Linked DNA regions of Sus scrofa: all the other regions are linked to region 1. The links are chromatin contacts, called in public targeted proximity ligation maps. All regions are on one chromosome and are shown on one strand. The core of a region is the stretch at or near the end of the contact, and the rest is flanking DNA. Distances in the headings are between cores, read along the strand shown. Region 1 overlaps MKL1 (MKL/myocardin-like protein 1). Region 2 has its middle 32 kb from the start of MCHR1. Region 3 holds the start of MKL1 (MKL/myocardin-like protein 1). Region 4 overlaps MKL1 (MKL/myocardin-like protein 1). Region 5 overlaps MKL1 (MKL/myocardin-like protein 1).

Region 1 (4,291 bases), core at 627-3,126:
CTCTTCAAGAGCTGACGGAAGCACAGAACCAGACCTGGGTTGGAGTCCATCCCTCAGCAAATGACCTCACAGTCACTGCAGCGTTAGTGTCCTCACACGTAGAAGGAGAATTATGCTACCTACCTCGTGCTTGTTAAAACGATTTGGTGAGACCATGACGTTGGTGTTACAAGACGAAACAGTCTTTGGGATTGGTCGTTACTGTCGTGAGTTCGTCTCTTGGTCTTCACTCTGGTTCTCGCGGGTCCCCCTCCTGGCTTGTCTCCCAGCGTCTGCGGCTGCAGGCTGCGCCCTGCCCTCCACGTGAGCCAGGTTTCCCATCATGGCTTCGTGTACCTGCCGTTACTTTGCACTTGTCTTCTGAGCCTTCCTCAAACCTGTCTGTGCTCAGTGCTGTGGTCGAGCTGGCCTTCCCACAGCGCCTGCCCTCAGCCCTGCGTCTCAGCAGTGTGTGTACTTGAAGCCTTCTTGTCTCCCCATAAGGTCATTCTTATCCACTTTTTGAAGAGGTGAAGAAACCGACCAAGAGGAAGGAAAAAACTCCGACTTGGGCATGAGAGGGAATTAGGTTGTGATCCTAACTCTGCCACTTGCTGCCTTTCCTACCCTTTCTGAACCTGTCCCCATCTGTAAAGTGGGGTATAACCCGCCACACAGCATCACTAGGAATATTCAAGTAGACAGCACGTTTAAAGTATCAAGAATGGTGTCGTCCATAGAAGCAGACTTCCTCGCTATTACATGAAAAGTTCCTTAACTCGGTGCAGCCAAGGAGGAAGTCACATCCTCGACAGCTAGTCCACCTGTCACTTGTCCCATTCGTGGTGCGGCACCCCTGTCGTACAGGAGGATGATGCACTCCCCTTCCATCAGGAAATTCTGTGCTTCGGGAGTTGTTTTTCTAGACACTGGGTCTGTGCCTTCCTCCTTGGGACAGCCAGTGCAGGTTGTTGAGGCCGCAAGCTGGCTGGTGTTTTAGTCAGCTAATCTGTGGCTGTGGTGCCTAAACCAGCCGGCCTGTGTGGGAATCTAGCCCAGGGCCCAACCGCGTTGCCGCGTCTGATGACAGCAGCAGTAAATGCATTGGTGAGCACCGCCGGCTTCAGAGCGCTTTCATTCTCAGAAGAGTCCCAGGAGGGAGCAAATGCTCACTCTGCAGAAGAAGAACATGAGACCCAGAAAGTGGTCCTACCCTGAGTCACGCCAGCGGTGACTGGCAGAGCCCAGGACGAGAACCCAGGGGTCTTGATGCTCCCTCTGGGACCTCTGTGACGTTTTGGACCCAGATGAGAGCCTAATTCTGGCAGTTCAAATGGACGTTTAGAGCTCACAGAATCCTCTAGTTTTCCTGTCAGTAGTGTACATTTTGTGTCCCTTATAGAATATTCATTAATTCATTGAATGAATTACGTGCTGGGTACTTTCGGCTTTGGGGGTCTGTCAGAAAGGAAAGAAGTAGACAAAACCCGGCCGTGCCCTGATGGAGCAAGCTTATTCAGATGTAACCAAATAAGAAAGATCTGTAGTATGACCGTAGAGAGTGTGAGATGGTATGAGCTATGCAGAAAAATAAGGCAGAAGGGCGGCTGGGGGTGGGGGTGGGGCAGACACTGAGTTGGCTCTGATTCTTAGTCTCATTCCCACTCTCTGAGAGCAAAGCTGCCTGTTCATTCCCTGCTGGTTCATCACACCCTGCATATCAGGGCTTTTGGAGACCGATTTTGGAGTTGAACCAGCTCTACTCAGTAGAAGCAGGTGCAGGGGCTGTCTGCTTACCCACTGAGAGGCCAGGACCTTCAGATTAGAGCTGGGTTGGCCTGGGTAGTGCTTTGGAATGCTCTGGTAGGCTGGGGAGGGAGCTGGTGCTGGTTTTCCTTAGATTATTTCTTAGATCTAGAGCTCCCCCTGCTGTTAGAAGGTGGGGTGCTCTCAACTGATCTTTTAAAATGATTGTTTTTTTACCCTAAGTTCTAAAAACCCCGAAACGTTTAAAAAAAAAAGTACTGCAGGACATTTGGAGCTTTCTTGTGAGACTGCTCCTGGTAAGGCCCAGCCCTCGGGGCGGGCTGGGGGAGGAAGCACAGAGGCCCCGGCAGGATAGGGCCCTATCTGTGCTCAATGCTACTTATAGCGTCTCCTTACCCTGCACTCCTACCACAGCCGGCAGCCCCGCAAAATTATCTCCCCACAGTTTCACAGCTGCTCTGAAATTCTCAAGCAGCAGAAGTGAAACTGACCATGATCTTATAAATTCCTCCTTACTGCTGTTCCCTGCTTGAAGTGAATCAGGCCCTTACCCTCTCATCCTCAGGGTGTCCTGCTGAGTTTTAACACAAGCTCTCTTCGTGATGCTGCATCCTTAGAGGGTTCTGCTTTGATCTCTCCACCTCGGTGCTGTTTACTGAGTCGAGAACTGCGGCCCCAGAACAGAGCTGAGTCTTGGGCGGGGGCTGCAGGGAGCCCTTCTGGTCAGCACTGGGTGTGTGCACCAGGGTTAACCATAGAGTCCCTGTGAAGTTCTTTTAGTCCTTCAAGGTGAAATTCAGGTTAATTTTAGCAGCACTATTAATATCAGCTGAGCTGAAGAAGGAAATGGCACCCAAGCAGACGTGTGTCTTTTTGGTTTAATTGCCCCATTCAGACCGTTTGGTTGCTTTGCGATTCCTGATGAGATTGAAGAGGGAGAGCAGGTGGACGCCGCTTGCAGCCCTGCTCCGTGTCCCCATCTTCCTGAGAGTAAAGGGAGGCCCGGCAGGCCTTCTTGGAGGGTTGCCTGCTCATGGAGGATTCTGTTACAGTTCTATTCCATGGGTGCTCTTTCTGGAGCCCAGGCTTAGGCAGGGACTCTCCACTGGGAACAAAGTAACCGAACTGTTTCGAGGGGGAGCTGAAGCACCGAGCTGTGTGCTTGCTCAGGTGCCGTTTTCTTCCTCACTTCAGCTGGTGCTGAGTCCTGCTAAAATCAACTTGAATTTAAGACGCCTTCTCCACTGTAAATTGGAAGTAGACATCATGCTTCACTATAAAGTAATCTTTTATGATTCTTTTCCCAACAGCTTTGAAAAGTCCAGCTGCATTTCATGAGCAGAGAAGGAGCTTGGAGCGGGCCAGGGTAAGGCACCTTCCCTCCCCAAGGATTCCCAGGAGCATTTTCAGAGCCTATTACGTTGCGGGTCCTCTTCCTTCCAGTCGGGCATGTCTCCAGGGTCAGCCCAGGTCTCACAGTTGTAAATATAAGGTGCTGCCTTTTCCGCTTCATCCCCCCTCCTCCCCGTGTCCCCCAGCGTGGTGACATGGACCGTGATGAGAAAGAGTTTCCTCCTCTGGTGCATGCGAGTGTGCAGTGGTCGCCTCTCTCCCTTGGCTTTGTTCACCACTAGTATTTCCATCTTTAATTCCACTTAGCCTTTTGTAGCTGTTAGGATGTGGACAGCAGCCATGGAAAAGCTTGCCAAGTGGTGGTCCCCCCGTGTCCGTGGCCACACTCCCCACACCTCTCCGGGGTGGGCATCCCGAGGGGCTGGAAACCTCACCGGTCTCCACGTGCCTGAGAGCCAGGGTCCACTGGAGGCCGTCGAAGCAGAAGCTGCGCCCCGCTCTGGGCTCAGGTTCACGCCACAGCACCTGGCTCGTTGCCCTATCCCCTCAGTTTCGGTTCCCTCGGGGGCCTCAGGGGGATATTCAGCTGCCCATTGTGGGCAGAGATGGGGAAGTCTCCAGAACATGCTTCCCCCTCTCAGCCCCTTTGCTTTTTTCTTTTTTTGTAAAAAACACGGGAAGAGAACCTCCTCAAATTGAGAATCATGGGCCGTGGCTCCCTAAGACACAGCTCCTTTAGAGATGCTAAAGTAGTCACTTCCAAGACATATCTTAACTGTCCTCTATGCTTAGTTTAACACATTTCTAAAGAAAATTATGATTAATTCTTTGAGTGGGAAGAACGAGGTCCCAGGTACTGGGAACCAAAAGAGCGACCAATTGCACTGTGTCTGTTGCCGAGAACATGAGTGGATCTGGGAGTTGGGGGGATGGGGGAGCAATGACATCGCCTGGGCCCCCGCCCAGTCTTAAGACTTGGCCCCACGTTGTGGACTGCTTCTTAAAGGCGAAGAGTAAATCCACACTAATCAGAACCGCTGCTAGCTCATTGAGCACTTTGATATGTGAGATTATATTCTTGTTTACGCTCACATCAGCGATTATGAATTAGGTGTTATTATCGTCATCCTAAAGATGCAGCTGTGGAGGTCCCGTCATGGCTCACTGGTTAGCGAATCCGACTAGGAACCAT
Region 2 (4,291 bases), core at 1,116-3,615, 250 kb before region 1:
TATAAAACAAAAAACAAAAAACAAAAGCCATTCTGGTTCCATTACAGAGAATAAAAATGTTGGGGTGGGGATTGTAGAAGCAGGGGAATAGATTAACAAGCAGGTTTATAAAATCAACCAGCTTGCAAACCCCATTTGTTACCTGCTTAAGGAAATCCTCAAACCCTCCTAGAATGATGCTTTTTATTTCCCCAATTAATTCTAAGAGAAGCACCTATTCCTACACTAAAACTAGGGAAGGTCCTGCAGCCTCCTGAGCCGGCAGCCCCTCTGTTACTCACCACTTCCCCGCAGGGCAGGCTGTACACTTAAATGTGGCTGGTTGACTGCCTTTGGTTTTGAAAGACACCATGAAGACCTTCCCTAACAGCTGTTCTTTTTTAATGTTTGAAATTCATCCATCAGAAGCTGAATCATCTATGGTTAAGGATTGTCCTGGATAAGCGAGGAAGTTCAGCAACTTTAGGAAAGAGGCTGGAAAAATTGTTGTAATATTTTGGTTTATAAAATTCTTGTGGGAGGCTTTGGTGGAGATGGTGGAATAGGAAGCAGAAGGACTGTCTCCTCACCCCGACAACTGCTCTGGCACATCTGTCTCATGTAACTATTTTGAAACACTGAAGCCTGCTGAAGGCTTGCAACTTCTAGGCATGGCCCAGAAAGAGAACTTATATAAAAATTGTTTTCTTCCAATTAAAAAAAAATGTTTAAATACATGTAACATGAAATTTACCATTGTAGGAGCTCCTGTTATGGCTCAGCATGTGAAGCCCAACATAGTGTCCATGAGGATGCAGGTTCAATCACTGGCCTCGCTCAGTGGGTTAAGGATCCAGTGTTGCCGCAAGCTGTGGCATAGGTCGCATGTGCGACTCAGATCCAGCGTTGCTGTGGCTGTGGCATAGGCCTGCCGTTGCAGCTCTGATTCAACCCCTAGCCCACGAACTTCCATATGCTGCAGGTGTGGCCTTAAAAAGAAAAAAAATTACCGTTTTAAGTATACTGTTCAGTGATATTAAATACATTCATTATGTTGTGTAACCATCAGTACATTCATCTCCATAGCTTTTGTCTTCTTGTTAAACTGAAACTCTGTACTCACTAAATACCAACTTCCCGGAGTTCCCCCTTGTGGCGCAGCAGAAATGAATCCAACTAGTATCCATGAAGATGCAGGTTCGATCCCTGGCCTTGCTCAGTGGGTTAAGGATCCAGCGTTGCTGTGAGCTTGAGCTGTGGTGTAGGTCGCAGATGCAGCTCAGATCTAGCATTGTTGTGGCTGTGGTGTAGGCCGGCGGCTACAGCTCTGATGCGACCCCTAGCCTAGGAACCTCCATATGCTTCAAGTGCAGCCCTAAAAATAAATACATACATACCAACTTCCATTCCTCCCTCTCCCCAGCCCTTGGCAACCACCGTTCTATTTTCAGTCCCTGAATTTGACTTCTCTAGGGTCGCTCCTATGAGTGGAAACATACAGTATTATCTTTTTGTGATGGGCTTATTTCACTGAGCGTAATGTCCTCAGGTTTTATCCATGTCGTAGCATATGTTAGAATTTCCTTCCCTCATGCAAAGGAAAATATGCTTTCTGCTTTCTGCACTCCGCTTTATATAGTAATTTCTTTTATGAATTTAGGCATGAGTTTGATGTGTGAAACAGATGCCTCAGTTCCTAAGAACCTGACCAGTTTTGTATGCACTAGGAAAGGTCTGTTTCTTCATTTATTCATTTCTTGGACAGACACTGATTGAGCACCTCCACTGGACCAGAGCCTCTGCAGTGCTCAGAGTGCAAAGCAGAATAACACAGTCTCTGTCCTCGAGTAAAGAGCTACCTGTATTAAGTAAAGAGAAGAACTGAAAAACCTTTTTGGGTTTGTTTTTTTTGTTTTTTGTTTTTTGGGTTTTTTTTTTTTTTTTTTTTTTTTTTTGTCTTTTTGCTATTTCTTGGGCCGCTCCCTTGGCATATGGAGGTTCCCAGGCTAGGGGTCCAATCGGAGCTGTAGCCGCCAGCCTACGCCAGAGCCACAGCAACGCAGGATCCAAGCCGCGTCTTCGACCTTCACCACAGCTCACGGCAACGCCGGATCCTTAACCCACGGAGCAAGGGCAGGGACCGAACCTGCAACCTCATGGTTCCTAGTCAGATTCGTTAACCACTGTGCCACGAAGGGATCTCCTGGGTTTGTTTTTGAAAACCTTTAAAGCTCCTTTTATACTAACAGGTTGTGTGATTTTATAAACATCACAATTTTTTTGATGCTGGCAAACTCCACCACCCCCACCCCCGCCCCCGCCTGTCCCGAGACTGGATCCCGCCATCACCTCTCTCGCCCGCCCGGCGGCACCAGGATTCTTGGCTTGCCTCTGTAAGGGCAAATGAGGAGGTTGCTGAGGTCCAGCAGTTCCGAAGAGAAAACGTTTCACTGATTTTTACGATGGGGAACGCAAAAATTAGTATATCAAATATTGCTTTTCAGTTCTGTTTTCAGACTCCGTTTTGGAATGAGCATATCGATGGCCATTAACATGAAGTATTATTTATTCTTTGTGTTGTGGCTTTTATCTCAAACCCTTTCCTTAGGTCTCTGGAGAGCTATCTGGTGGCTGTAATTTACCCAGACGTTTTCTATTTCATTTTCAGCTGACACACACTGATCCATGGCATAGCTCCAAGGAGAGTGCCTGCGGCTTCGGCAGGACAGAAAGGAGATGGCCCTGGCCTGGCCACTAGCAGGAGAGAGGCTGTGGAATCAACAGACCTGAGTTTCGAGCCTGGTTCTGCTCCATTTATGAGTGAGTGACTTTAACCAAGTTTGCCCGTGTTCCTGACCCTCCATTTCAACGTCTGTAGAATGAAAGATGCCATACTCACCCGAAAAAGTGTAGGGGAGGACTGAGAACCCGTGGTGGGTTGTCTCCCCACAGTATCTGGGTGTTTTTTTTTCTCCTTTGGTTTGCAACAGTTTATAAGATGTTTGATCAAGGCTTAGGTTGTACTTTTTTATTATTTGAGTTTTTTTTATTTTTAATTTTTCATACAACTTTTAAAGGTTACACTCTATTTACAGTTACTACACGGGAGGGTCCCATCATGGCTAAGTGGAAACGAACCTGACTAGGATCCGTGAGGAGGTGGGTTCGATCCCTGGCCTCACGCAGTGGGTTAAGGATCTGGCATTGCCGTGAGCTGTGGTGTACGTTGCAAATGCGGCTCGAGTCCCACCTTGCTGTTGCTGTGGTGTAGGCCATCAGCTACAGCTCCAGTTAAACCCCTAGCTTGGGAACTTCCCTATCTGCAGGTGTGACCCTAGAGAAACAAAAAAAATAAATGAAGTTACTACAAAATATGGGCTCTATTCCCCATGTTATGTAGGACATCCTTGCTGTACTTTGACTTTAAGCTGGGGGCGCTCCTGCTCTCAGCCTTGTGTTCTAAAGGGGGAAACCCCAGGTCTACCTCTAGGCGTGGTTCCTGACTAGCTTAGGACCAGCATCCCCACCTCTAGCCACAGGGACAGGTCTACTGCTGGGCATGTACCTTCGTCAGGGCTGATGGGAGACAAAGAAACACGGGCTGGGAGTTTCTGGAAGGAAAAGCTTCTCTCATCCATGTGGACTTGAACAAGGTAATTTATAACCCAAGGAGCAGCTGACAGCCCTTCAAACCATAAGGGAAGAGCCTGCCTGGGGGTGGAGCCAGTCCCGAGTGCCTCACGTGGAGCCAGTGCTGCCCTGGACCTGTTGTCCACAAGAGCCAATAGATCTATTTTGTTATTTCAGCCAATTCCAGATGAGTTTTATGTTTCTTACATCATAGTCCTATTTGATTGTAGTGGGTTGAATGGTGGGCCCCCAAATGATACGTCAACATCTAAACCCCTGGAACCCGTGAATGTGACCTTATTTGGAAAAAGGGCCTTTGCAGAAGGAATTGAGTAAAAGATCTGGAGATGAGAGCATCCTGGATTATCCAAGTGGGCTCTAAATCCAATGGCAAGTATCCTTGTGAAAGACACAGACTGAAGGCCCTGTAAAGATGGGGACAGAGATAGGGGTGGTGCAGCTACAAGCCAACGCAGGTCTGGAGCCACCAGAAGCTAGAAGAGGCAGGGAAGGATTCTCCCCCTAGAGCCCGCAAAGAGAGCCAGGCCCTGCTGACACTTTGATTTTGGACTCTGGCCCCCAGAACTGTAGATGCATAAAAGTCTGTTATTTTAAACCACCAGGTCTACGGTTATTTGTTACAGCAGCCTGAGGAAGCAAACACACTGATCAGTGTGCATTT
Region 3 (4,291 bases), core at 833-3,332, 200 kb before region 1:
ACATTTTCTTTTTTTTTTCCTCAGTGTACAGCATGGGGACCCAGTCACACATACATGTATACAGAATTTTTTCTCCCATTGTCGTGCTGCATTGTAAGTATCTAGACATATAATTGCTGTTATAAATATGACCGATCATTGCAAGTGTTGGCAAGGATGTGGAGAGCTGGAATCCTCCTACCGGGTTGGTGGGAGTGTAAAGCGGTGCAGCCACTTTCAAAAACAGTTTAGCAGCTTCTCATGGTGTTACACACAGTTACCAGATGAGCCAGCAAGTCCACGCCTGGGTCTAAACCCAAGAGAAAGTAAAGCATGTCCACACAGCGGGGCTCCCTGGCCCCGCCTTCTGGGTGCAGAGCCCGGCCAAGGCCCTGTCCCAGGCCAGCGTGTCCCCGTGCAGAGTGGCCATGCTGGGAACTGGGGGGAGGGCCCCTGGGAGGTTGGGGATGGGGGTCGTGTCGCACTGTCCCACATGTCAGAGCAGCCGTGATGAATGGAGGGAGACACAGGGAGATGCAGAAGTCACCCGATTTCACAGGATTTCTCTGAAATCCCGCGGTACCAGAATGGGGTCTGCTCTGTGGCTTCAGGTGGGGGTGCCCAGGGGTCTGAGGTTCCCCGGGTGGGACTGGAGACTGGGGACTCCGCGGAGAGGCTGCCCCAGCCCTCGGCGCGCTTCTGTGGGAAGGCCTGAGGTTTAGGTGAAGCGTGTGGTGTTTAGAAGTAACATTGTTGGTGATTAGAGCAACACTGTTTCCGTAACACTGTTTCTGAGTCTAGTGCGTTGGAGAGAGAGGAATAAGCCCGGAGCGTTGCATGAAGCTCAGCCTGAGTGGTTCAGGGCGGAGCCCCCTGCACGTTGTGGTGTTTTCGTTGCTGCACTTGGGACTGTTCCCCGCCTGCAACCGCCCTGTGGCTGGACGGCTGTCCCTCCAGGCCCACGGTCCTGTCAGTGTAGACCACTGCAGGAAGGATCCCTGGAGTCTTGGTGAAAAGCTTTGTGCAGGCATTGGGTGGGGCTTCCCCTCATATTTATGATCTTAATTTATACAGAGCCCACCGTGCCGCACAGGCCTCCTGTATCGCTATGTACATATCCACCTCTGGGGTTGTAAGTACCCTGTTCTGTGTATAAATAAAACTGGCCTGTTTTTGAAAAACAAAAATAAAAACATGTCCACACAAAAACCTGTACACAGGAGTTCCCTGGTGGCCTAGTGGGTTATGGATCTTGTATTGTCACTGCTGTGGCTCAGGTCACTGCTGTGGCACAGGTTCAATCCCTGGCCTGGGAGCTTTTGCATGCCATGAGTGTGGCAAAAAAAATCCAAAACCTGTGCACAAATGTTCATAGCAGCATTAGTCATGATAACCAAAAAGTAGAAACAACCCAAAGGTCCATAAACTGAATGGAAAAATAAAATGTAGTATAATCACACAATAGAATATTATTCAGCCATGAAAAAGAATGAAGTACTGATACTTGCTACAACATGATTGAACCTTGAAATCGCTACACTAAGTGAAAGAAGCCGATCACAAAGACTATATGGCTTATGATTCTATCTTTATGAGATGCCCCATGTAGGCAAATCTTTGGAGCTATAAAGTAGGTTAGTGAATGCCTAGGGCTGGGCGAAAGGTGGGGTGGGGGAAGGAAATGACTGCTGATGACTAGGAGTTCTTCCATGGGGTGATGAAAATGTTCTAAAATTTACTGTGGTGATGGTTGCACCACTCCGTGAATATACGAAAAACCATTGAATCATACCTTTCAAAAGATGTGTTTTATGGTATATGAATTACATCTCAATAAATCTGTTTTGAAAAAGCGGGTGAGGGTGGGAGGGCTGTAACCACAGGAAGCCTTGAGGAAGGCACAGTCTCTTCTCCGTTTTCAGGGCAAGTATCTAGTCTCTCCCTCCTCGCCCAGCCTCCTGGGAGCCTCGTCCAGCTACAGCTTGCCCACATTTGGAGGATATTAGGACTGCCCTTTGGGAACAACTTTGAACACTCTTTGCTGAAAGGGACTTCCTAGGAACACCTTCGACATCTGAACTGTGGTGTCAAGTTGGGCTTCAGCTGATTCTGCTGACAATGTTGGACTCAGTACTTGGGTGGATTTACAGCTTGGCTCTGCTGCTGACTTGCTGTGTCATCCAGTAAGTCCCCGACCTGCTCTGTGCCAAATGGTAACCAGAGTAAAATGAGCCTGCCTTGGGATTCTCCTTGCTGCAGGCTTTTTTTGTATGTGTTGGGGCGGGGAGGTGGGGGTGCTGGCAAAATGAGAGTAACTAACATTTGCACAGGCTTTTTTTACACACATGCCTTTTCTTAGCTGACCCCGTGGAACAGATAAGATCCACAGCGCAGATGTAGATACGGAGGTTCCTAGAGTTGGGTGACTCTCAGGGCCGTCCAGCTGGCGGTGCTGCACCCCACGCCTAGGCCTTCTGCTCTTCTGATTCCAAATTCTGAGTTCATTCCTCTCCATGGCACTCCCTTTTTTTTTTTTTTTTTTTTCTTTTTAAATAATGATTTTTATTTTTTCTGTTATAGTTGGTTTGGGCCCCCTTCTGATGACTCTCTTTCTTTCGGCTTCTGAAATGCCTACATAGAGAAAAGGACTTACCTTTCAAATTGGTGCCAGCCACTGTGTTTTCAGCCCTTGCAGACAGCCCCTCTCCAGCCTTCCCTCTCTGGCCATTTGCCTGCTGGTTGCCTCTCACCCACTTCAGTTCTGCAGCATCTGGGCTCTGATCTCACCCAGCTGAACAAGGCTGGCTCACCCTCTGATGGTGGGTAAATGTTTGCAGAAAGCTTTGAGGTGGGGCTGGAATGAAAACCCAGCTCTCTTTTTTTTTTTTTTTTTTTTTTTTCTGCTTTTTAGGGCCGCACCCACAGCATATGGAGATTCCCAGGCTAGGGGTCGAATCGGAGCTACAGCTGCTGGCCTACACCACAGCCATAGCAACTTGGGATCTGAGCTGCATCTGCAGCCTACACTGAGGCTCACGGCAACGCCAGATCCTTAACCCACTGAGCAAGGCCAAGAGTCAAACCCACATCCTCATGAACTCCGAGAAGCCAGTTCTTTTTCAGAAGAGCTTTAAACCCCAGTTTTTTATTAGGGTACCCAGGACGCTTCATGATCTGGCCTCTACCCACCTGTCAGGCCTCTGCCTCCACCACCTCCTATTTCTCCCCGTGTCATATTTCAGTGGCTTAGCATTGCTACAAAGTGTCCCATGCTTCTCCAACGTCTACACACAATGGCCCCTTGGATTTTTCTTTGCTTGTCTGCCTCCTAAGCTCTTTTTCAAAATGCCCCAGAATGTCCTTCGCCCCCAGCTCCCTTCTGCTCCCTGCTCTGTCCTCCACCAAACATCCAGCACGACAAATATCCTCCACCAAACATCCTGCTGGTCCCGCACCCAGGTCCCTCTACCAGGCTGGTGCGCCCACCCTCCAGCTGCTGAGACTGAGGGCTCCAAGGGACTGACAGCTATCCCAGCTGTCCCCTTGCGTGGAGACTTGCCCATGGCTGACAGGAGCCTCCTTGCCGGGGAGGTTACCATCCCCATAAGCCAGCAGCCAGCGCCTGAAAGGGGAGTAGAAAAGGCCTGTCCCTTTGACTCAAGGGGAATCATTCCGCAGCACAGCTGTGTCCAGGGCTCCCCTCCCCGCAGCACATACACACCCTCTGGACCAGGTCAAGGCTAGACTGACCTGGGCTAGACTGACCTGGGATCTGCTCGGCAATGATCTCCTTTGCTCCTGCCCCAGGGTATCGTCCTTCAGTAAACCCTGAATCCCCGCCATCACATTCCATTATAATGAACAATTTTCTTATTGTGTCCCAGGCTGGTATGCTCCCTGAAGGCAGGAATGACATCCTATTTATTTTTGCGTCCTCACCTCCTAGTTGGGGACATGGCAGAGAGCAGGTGCCCCAGGTTCAGTTTGCATTGGTGCAAAGTACTCCATGAGCTTCTGCACTGTCCGCATCTTCCTGCCTCTATCTCCCCCATTTCCTCTCCTCCAGGACCCCCTCCTAACTGTGCCTCCCCCCTTCACTCCCATCTTACCCCCCAAGTGACAGATAGACCCTTGTCCTGCTCCTTGCAACTTAGATCTGAACGAGAGAGATGGGCAGAGCTGGAGAGCTGGTCGGGGTCAGGGGCGGTGGCAGCTCTGCCCCTGCGCCTGGGGACCAGGGACCAGATAGCTCAAGGCCATTAGCAGAAAGTACCCTCAGCGTGCCCCCCCCCCCATGGGTGTCTGCTTTTGA
Region 4 (4,291 bases), core at 1,340-3,839, 170 kb before region 1:
GACCACCACCTCTTCCTAACCTGACCTCCTTTGACTTAAAAGGACAGTGTCCTGCACATACATACTTCCTATAGCTCATTTGAGAATTAATCAACTCGTTACTTGAACTTTTGTCTATTATAGATAGGAGTTGGGTCAAGGGAGGGCAGTGCACAGGTGAATAACCAGAAAGAGTAGAACAATATTCAAAGTAAATTATAACTACTCTGGACTTTCTAACCCTCTTTAATTTGGTGTCTGTCCCCAACTTGCATGTTGCTAAGCCATTGGGTTGTCTCTAGCTTAGAAAAATGGTAACACTTCTTCTAGTTACTCGGGGAAGAACCTTAGAGTCATCTTCTCTTTCTTTCCCACAATATCCACCCCATCAGCAAATCCTGTTAGCTCTCCACATGTATGATAACCTGGTCACGTTTCATCACCTCTGCCATAATCACCTATGTCTAAGCCCTCTGTATTCATTAGTGTATTAATTTCCTGTGCTACTTTAACAAATCACCCACGAATTGGTGGTGGCTTAAAACAACACATATTTATTCTCCTATGGTTCTGAAGGTCAGATGTCTGAAACCAGTTTCATTGGGCTGAAATCAAGGTGTCAGCAACAGAGTTGCAGTCCTGCCAGAGTCCCTAGGGGAGAGTCTGTTCTTCACCTCTTCCAGCTTCTGGTGACTGCTGGCATTCCTTGGCTTAAGGCAGTATCTCTTCAGTCTTCAAGGCCAGCATCTTCAGATTTCTTTCTGCACATCTCCTCTGTGTTTGTCACCTCTCTCTCTGCTTCTTTTATAGATGTGATTGCATTTAAGGCTCATACAGATAATCCAAGATAATCACCCCATCTCAAGATCCTTAGCTTAATCATATCTGCAGATATACTCCCCCCCCCTTTTTTTTTTGATTCATAAGGTAGCATAGGTACCAGGGATTAGGATATGGAGGATGTGGTTATCTTTTAGGGTTCCATTTTTCAGTTTACTACACTCTGCTCCCAAAGATTCACATCTGTCCTACATGCCAAATATATTCATTCCATTCCAACATTCCTGAGTCTCAACCTACTGCAGCATCCACTCAACTCCAAGATCTCATTTAAATATCGTCAGCTTTAAAGTCCAAAATCTGTCATACAACTCATCTAAATCAGGTATAGGTGAGACTTTGGGTATGATCCCTCTTGGTGCAAAATTTCTTTCCGTCTGTGGACCTGGGAAACTAGACAGTAAGTTATGTGTTCCCAGCTTTTAGACATTCCCATTCCAAAAAGGAGAAAATGCAAGGAATAAGTGTGTCACTGGTCCCACCGATTTTAAAATTCAGCAGAAAATCTCTTAGGTTGCAAAGCCTAGGAGTAATCCTCTGTAGCTAGAGATGCCACCCTCTGGGACTCTGGCTTCGGGACCCAAGACTGTTCCTGGAATTATCTTCACTTTTTCTTGAAGGGTAGCACGTGGTTGCTGTGTGGTTTTATTAGTAGTTAAATTGCCTGTAGAATTTTGGTAGTCCAACAGGCTTCCTTTGCTTTGTTTTCTTTCTGTCCCTTTCAGGCCAAGCTGGCTGGCGTGTTTCTGCTTATGTAAGAGTCTCAGAAACCTTTTGAGTCTCCTATGTATGTATGTCTCAGGGATTTTTTTTTTTTTTTAAGCAGACATGAATGTCCTATATTGTTTATTAGGTAAGAATTTTTATGATTTTATGATTTTTATTTTTTCCATTATAGCTGATTTACAGTGTTCTGTCAATTTCTACCATACAGCTAAGTGACCCAGTCATACATATCTATATATATTCTTTTTTTCACATTATCCTCTATCATGTTCCATCACAAGTGAGTGGATACAGTTCCCTGTGCTATACAGTAGGATCTCATTGCTTATCCACTAGGTAAGAATTTTATAAACAGTACTTGTATCAGCAGTATCGGTGAAGTAGGAGACTATTGCATCTTCTTCAAGCTGTGTGGCGAGAACCACAAGTAGTGTGGTGGAACTTGAGGCCCTTCTCGAGGCCACAGCTCTTTCTGCCAGCAAGTCAGCCCTCGCATCTCCCTGTGCTTGTAGACTGGTTTGATGCTCCATTGGGTGTCAGGATTTCTTCTCATAGCTTTATGGAATGGATCAATGAGGATAACCTCAGAGAATTTGTACATAGAAGCTTCACCAACTCAGTAAGAATTTAGGACCTCGGCAGTAGACTCAAGGCTTCGGGCAGACTTCAGCTGGTTGACACCATGGGGTGGACAGGCTTGCCATGGTGGCACCCTTAGGCTTGCCATGGTGGCACATGAATCTGATGACCTTACCTGGCCTTGTACCCAGCCTGCGAGCCTTATCAGGCCAGTTGAGGTGGGGGGCCCTGTGAGACGCTGAGGGCTGGTGGGACTGCCGGCAGTGCACTGGAGGAGAAAGCCTCTTCCTCCATAGCTCCTGGAGGTACGCGTAGGCGCCCATCTCGGCTTACATGATGGCTGCCGCCAGATGGAAAGGGGTTCTTGTCATTAGACAGGAGGCTCCTCCGTAGATCTTCCCTGGATAATCGCCTGTCTCTTCCTAGCTTCCGCTTAGACGGTTGGTTGAGGGCCCCTGAGTTACATGTGTGATCTTTCAGCAGGAGTAAAATGTTGTCCAGCCACACTCTTGGCTTTCCTCGCCACAGCAGTGCTTTCTTACTAGCGTCTCCTAATTTTAGCATTTTTTGTGGTCTAGATAAGCTGAGAATTTCTCAAATCATCACATACTAGTTTCCTTTGTTTGACATTTAGCCCATCAATTTTTCTTTCCTCTTGCATTTTGCTGTAAGCAACCAGAAGAAACCAGCCTGCACCTTCAACTTGCTGCTTGAAAATCCCCTTAGCTAAATATCCAAGTTCTGCTTTTCACACAACTGTAGGACGAAATTCAGCTAAGTTTTTTTTTTTGCCATTGTCTGAAAAGGATCCCTTTTGCTCCAGTTCCTTTTTTTTTTTTTTTTTGTCTTTTTGCCCTTTCTAGTGCCACTCCCGCGGCACATGGAGGTTCCCAGGCTAGGGGTCTAATTGGAGCTATAGCCACTGGCCTACATCAGAGCCACAGCTATGCAGGATCTGAGCCGAGTCTGCAGTCTACACCACGGCTCATGGCAATGCCGGATCCTCAACCCACTGAGCAAGGCCAGGGATCGAACCTGCAACCTCATCATTCCTAGTTGGATTCGTTAACCACTGAGCCACAAGGGGAACTCCTTTCCTCCAGTTCCTAATAACATTCCTCATTTTCTTCTGAGACCTTACCAGAAGCACCTTTAGTGTTCGTGTTTTTTACGAGCCTTCTGTTTTTGATGACATTTATAGTCTCTAAAACAGTATAGGCTTTCTGTGTTGTGCTTCTCACTTCCCTCTGAGTTCTCACCAGAATCGCCTTCAGGGTCTCTATTTCTACCAACAGTTTGTTGAAGGCAGTCTAGGCTTTTGAAATTATGCTTCTCCGAATTATTTTTTTAAAGTATATAATGATTTTTATTTTTTTCATTATAGCTGGTTTACAGTGTTCTGTCAGTTTTCTCCTGTACAGCAAGGTGACCCAGTTACACATACATGTATAGATTCTTTTTTCTCACATTATCATGTTCCATCATAAGTGACTAGACATAGTTCCCAGTGCTACACAGCAGGACCTCATTGCTTATCCATTCCTGCGTCTCAGAATTCTTCCAGCCTCTACTCGTTATCTAATTTCAAAGCCATTTCCATGTTTAAAAGAATATGTTATAGCAGCAATCCCACTTCAAGATACCAAAATCTTTATCAGTCAGGGTTCAATCAGAGAAACAGAACAAGTAGGAGATTAAGGGACTTATTACAAGGATTTATTCTTTATCTGATTTGGGGTGGCGGGGGTGGGGGGGACGCTGGCTAGGCAACTGCAGCATCATAGGCTAGGCTGACAGAAAAGACAGTTTGGAACGCTCGGCGGCAGCGGCGGGAGTGGATGTTGGTATCCACAGGTGAAATTTCTTCTGGAAAATCTCAGTTCTGCTCTTAAGGCCTTTTAACTGATTAAACGAGGCCCACCCAGATCATCTGGGATAATCTTTACTTAAAGTCAATTGATTATGAATGTTAATCACATCTACAAAATACCTTCGCAGCAGCACTTAGATTAATGTTTGAATAACTGAGGACTATAGCCTAACCAAGTTGATGCACATTCAACTGACCATCATGCCATTCTTATTATTATCTCTTCCCTGTATTATTTCAATAGCTTCCTTTGAATTGGACTCCATACTTCTGCCTTTGATTTCTTATGAACTGCTC
Region 5 (4,291 bases), core at 1,335-3,834, 150 kb before region 1:
TTGTAGAGGAGGTTGTAGACACAGCTGGTAACGTCGTGGCCTTTCTTGCCTCTCTGTTTGAGACTCTGATAACTCCAAGCAGTATCAGCACTCTGAGCGGGTTGCCCATACGGACATTTCTGACTCTGCTCCTTGTTCCAGGAGGTCCAGTCCACCTAAGTGAACAGAACAAATACAGGAATCAAGCAAAATGAAGTTAAGATTGTCTTTAGGTGTTCAGTTTGAGGAGGTATGTAGCCATGATTGCTTAAAAACCACAGTTCAGAGAGTTCCCGTTGTGGCTCAGTGGTAACGAATCTGAGTGGTATCTATGAGGACGTGGGTTTGATCCCTGGCCTTGGTCAGTGGGTTAAAGATCTGGCGTTGTTGTGAGCTGTGGCGGTGAGCTGCAGTGTAGGTTGCAGATGAGGATCAGATCCTGAGTTGCTGTGGCTTTCGCCGGCAGCTGCAGCTCTGATTCGACCCCTGGCCCAGGAATTTACATATGCTGAGGGTGCAGCCTTAAAAAGACCAAAAACAACAACAAAACCCCAAAAAACCCCACAGTTCATTCATTTAATTGAGAATTGTTTTCCTCCTCCATTTTCTGATATCAGAGTCAAACCTTTTGTACTGATTTTCTTCTTTTTTCCCCTTCCATTTCTTTCTTTCTTTTTTTTTTTTTTTGGGTTACCTTTTAATTTTTGCATCTCTTTCCCCCCAAATTAAAATGAGACACTTGGAGTTCCCGTTGTGGCACAGTGGTTGACGGGTCTGACTAGGAACCATGAGGTTGCGGGTTTGGTCCCTGCCCTTGCTCAGTGGGTTGAGGATCCGGCGTTGCCATGAGCTATGGTGTAGGTTGCAGATCCTGCGTTGCTGTGGCTCTGGCGTAGGCCGGGGGCTACAGCTCTGATTCGACCCCTAACCTGGGAACCTCCATGTGCCGCGGGAGCGGCCCAAAGAAATAGCAAAAAGACAAAAAAAAAAAAAAAAAAAGGCACTTATGTATTTTTTTCAGAAGAAATATTTGTTTGAAAGACCCTGAATTCTGTGAAATTGCCCCCCCATGGGAAGTTTATATTTTAGAAGAAAAGGATAATGTCATTTTAGATTATAAAAATTATTCCCATTCCCTATGGAACATAAGACAGGCTTTTTTGTTGTTGTTGTCTTTTTAGGGCTGCACCCGCAACATATGGAAGTTCCCAGACTAGGGGTTGAATTGGAGCTGTAGCTACTGGCTTACACCACAGCCACAGCAACTGGGGATCTGAGCCATGTTTGTGGCCCACACCACAGCTCATGGCAATGCCACATCCTCAACCCACTGAGTGAATTCAGGGATTGAACCTGCATCCTCATGGATACTAATCAGGTTCGTTAACCGCTGAGCCATGATGGGAACTCCAAGACAAACTTTTTAAAACAATTTCCAGCAAAGATTCCATATAAGCAGGTTTTGAGCCAAAAGCATTGACAATAACTGCTTTAATCTACTACTGCCCAAGTTTGTTTGTTTTTTGAGGGGTACACCCACAGCATGTGTCACAGCTGTAACCAGAGCCACAGCAGTGACAACACCGATCCTTAGCCCACTGAACCACCAGGGAAGTCCTGCCTAAGGTTTTAAAGGATAGCATTTCCAAATCTTCAGGACACACACATCTACTTTTTAAATTCTTTTCAGTTGGGGGAAGGGTATAAGTATTTAAAATTTTCTGTTGTAATTTCTAAAACATTTTCTATCTTAATAAAAGTGTGTTTAGTAGTATGTAGTAGAATAAATACATTGGTCTAGTAATCAGATTCTGGTCGTAGTCTTCCTGTTATCAAGTCATTGAACCCTTTCTGCACTGGTTTCCCAACTGAAATGGATGGGTGAGCTTCTGAGGTTTACTTACACAAATTTAATCATTCCAGGTTTTATTGGCATTTTTCTGAAGCTGATAAAAGACTAAAATTGGAATTCCCGTCATGGCTCAGTGGTTAATCTGACTAGGAACCATGAGGTTGCGGGTTCGATCCCTGGCCCTGCTCAGTGGTTAAGGATCCGTGAGCTGTGGTGTAGGTCACAGACGCAGCTCAGATCCCGTGTTGCTGTGGCTGTGGTGTAGGCCGGCGGCTCCAGCTCCGATTAGACCCCTAGCCTGGGAACCTCCATATGCTGTGGGTGTGGCCCTAGAAAAGGCAAAAAGACCAAAAAAAAAAAAAAAAAAAGACTAAAATAAACTTTGCTTATAGTACTATTCATATAAAAATATAATTTATTTCAATATAAAATACGTTAGGCTTGAATTCTCAAGAGATTTAGTCAGTGGATGACTAAAACAGCCTTTTTATGAGATGGTCTCATGTAGAAATCTGTTTCAAAATACATTCTCTGGCAACTTACAACTACAAAACCAGGATCTCATTTTAAGTGAGATTAATAATTGTAAGAAATTTGTCATTATCTTATATCCTGTTTCTATTCAGATGTTTTTAAATAGTAACTCAGCACTATTTAGGAGTTGACTTTTTCTGTTACGGCTTTCATTGCTTTAGTCACTCTCCCTTGACTAAGTTCCTTTTCCTGAGAATAAAGGATTGAGCTCATACCTTTGCATACCGATCTAGAGAGTATTTTAAGCTTGGCATGTTCAAACCTGGCTGACTTGATTAATATGTGGACAGACTAGCACATTAGAACATTTTTTAAGTTCCAAGCCACAAATTGTGCTTTAAATGAACATGGACATGTATACAATTAATACTTAAGCCTTGAATAGCACAGACATTCAAAGTGCCTGTTGCCCTGGGTGACTGCTTTTCAGCGAGGCTCCTGCTTGCCCTGCACATTTCTTCCAGTGCTTTAAGCTGAGCCAAGAGCAGAGTCAAGAGAGGGTTTGGTCCTTTTGCGCTCTGCTACTCTCTGTTTTTGGCAGAGAAAAAGGCTGCTGTTTTACTTCTTAAACTCCCACCATATGGAAAGTTTCTATAAATACACCTTGGATTTATGATTGGACTTCTATATTTGTAACTTCTATGATTTATGACTAAAGCCAGTATAAAGACATTTAAACATACATACTGCATACAAAGTTGTGGCATACTTTCAGTGAGAAAGCTCACCAGCCACAGTATCTAATGATCAGTTCATTTAATGTCTCCTGTCTTTGTTGGCATGGATGAGGTCCCTTTTTTTTTTTTTTGGCTGCACCCATAGCATGTGGAAGTTCTCAGGTCAGAGATTAAACCTGAGCCAAAGCAGTGGTAATGCTGGATCCTTAACTGCTAGGCCACTGGGGAGCTCCCACTTTGACTTTTTTTGTGCATGAATTGTTGGTATAATTATGTAGTAGACATATTCATGAAAATATAAAAATGCATTAGATTTTTGACAAGCTGAATTGTTTAAAGGTACTGAATGAGCTGACTTTTTAGAAGAGTCCTATCATTATTCTGTTTATAGATTTGAATCAGTCGGGCCAACAAGTGCATAATGGGCACCTGTTATGTGCCAGACACTGTGCTAGTCTTGGGGGATATAGAGTTGTATAAAAGATGTTTCCTGTTTGGACAAGTAAGAGGGAAAAAAGGAAGCCTGGGGACAGTACAGTGTTTTAACCATTCTAATGGAGAAGGAGACAAATGCCATGGGAGTGTGGCAGAGAGGACAGCAGACCAACTCTGAAGAATTGGAAAAGGTTATAGAAAAATAGTTCAGTTGAATCTTAATGGTAAAAAATTATTTATTACAGTGGCTATATTTTATTGAGTGCTCCTGTATACCAGGATAAATTAATAACCTACCAGGGAAAGGGAGGGGCATTTAAGGCAGTTGGAAAAGCAGTGGAGCTGTCAAAGATTGTGTGTCCTAGAAGTTTGAAGTTTGGTATAGCTACTGGATATGAGGAGATCATTGGCCAAGGCAAAGGCTAGTAGGACTGAATGGGATCCTATTATGGAGGACTTCAGATAGAGTCTGCCTGAGCCTGCTACCAAATTTTTTTTTTTTTTTTTTTTTTTTTTTTGGTCGTTTTGCCTTTTCTAGGGCTGCCCCCGCGGCATATGGAGGTTCCTAGGCTAGGGGTCTAATTGGAGCTGTTGCTACTGGCCTACGCCACAGCTGCAGCAACACCGGATCTGGGCCGTGTCTGCACCACAGCTCACGGCAACGCCAGATCCTTAACCCACTGAGCGAGGCCAGGGATTGAACCTGCAACCTCATGGTTCCTAGTCGTATTGGTTAACCACTGAGCCACGACGGGAGCTCCTCTCCTCTCTGTTTTTTGCTTTTGTTTTAAATTTTTGAAGGTCCAGCTTTAGG

What was found.
Region 2: a contact with region 1 is called in a targeted proximity ligation map of skeletal muscle. A contact is called at or near these places in 1 of 47 Hi-C or Micro-C datasets (embryonic fibroblasts) and 1 of 2 datasets of targeted methods (skeletal muscle).
Region 3: a targeted proximity ligation map of skeletal muscle shows a contact between it and region 1. A contact is called at or near these places in 18 of 47 Hi-C or Micro-C datasets (adipose tissue, blood, brain and 11 more) and 2 of 2 datasets of targeted methods (alveolar macrophages and skeletal muscle).
Region 4: a targeted proximity ligation map of alveolar macrophages shows a contact between it and region 1, with 6 times the contacts expected there. A contact is called at or near these places in 5 of 5 promoter capture datasets (fetal liver, fetal skeletal muscle, liver and 1 more), 27 of 47 Hi-C or Micro-C datasets (adipocytes, alveolar macrophages, blood and 12 more) and 2 of 2 datasets of targeted methods (alveolar macrophages and skeletal muscle).
Region 5: a contact with region 1 is called in a targeted proximity ligation map of skeletal muscle. A contact is called at or near these places in 2 of 2 datasets of targeted methods (alveolar macrophages and skeletal muscle).

What each region holds. Positions count from the first base shown.
Region 1 is chr5:7,954,430-7,958,720 of Sscrofa11.1, forward strand. It overlaps MKL1 (MKL/myocardin-like protein 1), which reads left to right. Exons shown (of 16, transcript XM_021092835.1): 6 at 3,057-3,112. Among named protein-coding and RNA genes, the nearest start is that of SGSM3, 61 kb to the right of the region's middle.
Region 2 is chr5:7,704,691-7,708,981 of Sscrofa11.1, forward strand. No RefSeq gene overlaps it. Among named protein-coding and RNA genes, the nearest start is that of MCHR1, 32 kb to the right of the region's middle.
Region 3 is chr5:7,749,268-7,753,558 of Sscrofa11.1, forward strand. MKL1 (MKL/myocardin-like protein 1) reads left to right here and starts at 2,083. Exons shown (of 16, transcript XM_021092835.1): 1 at 2,083-2,162. The coding sequence starts at 2,098. It also overlaps a transcript of MCHR1 not described here.
Region 4 is chr5:7,786,017-7,790,307 of Sscrofa11.1, forward strand. All of the region lies in intron 2 of MKL1 (MKL/myocardin-like protein 1), which reads left to right. Among named protein-coding and RNA genes, the nearest start is that of MKL1, 37 kb to the left of the region's middle.
Region 5 is chr5:7,808,552-7,812,842 of Sscrofa11.1, forward strand. The region is part of intron 2 of MKL1 (MKL/myocardin-like protein 1); the gene reads left to right. Among named protein-coding and RNA genes, the nearest start is that of MKL1, 59 kb to the left of the region's middle.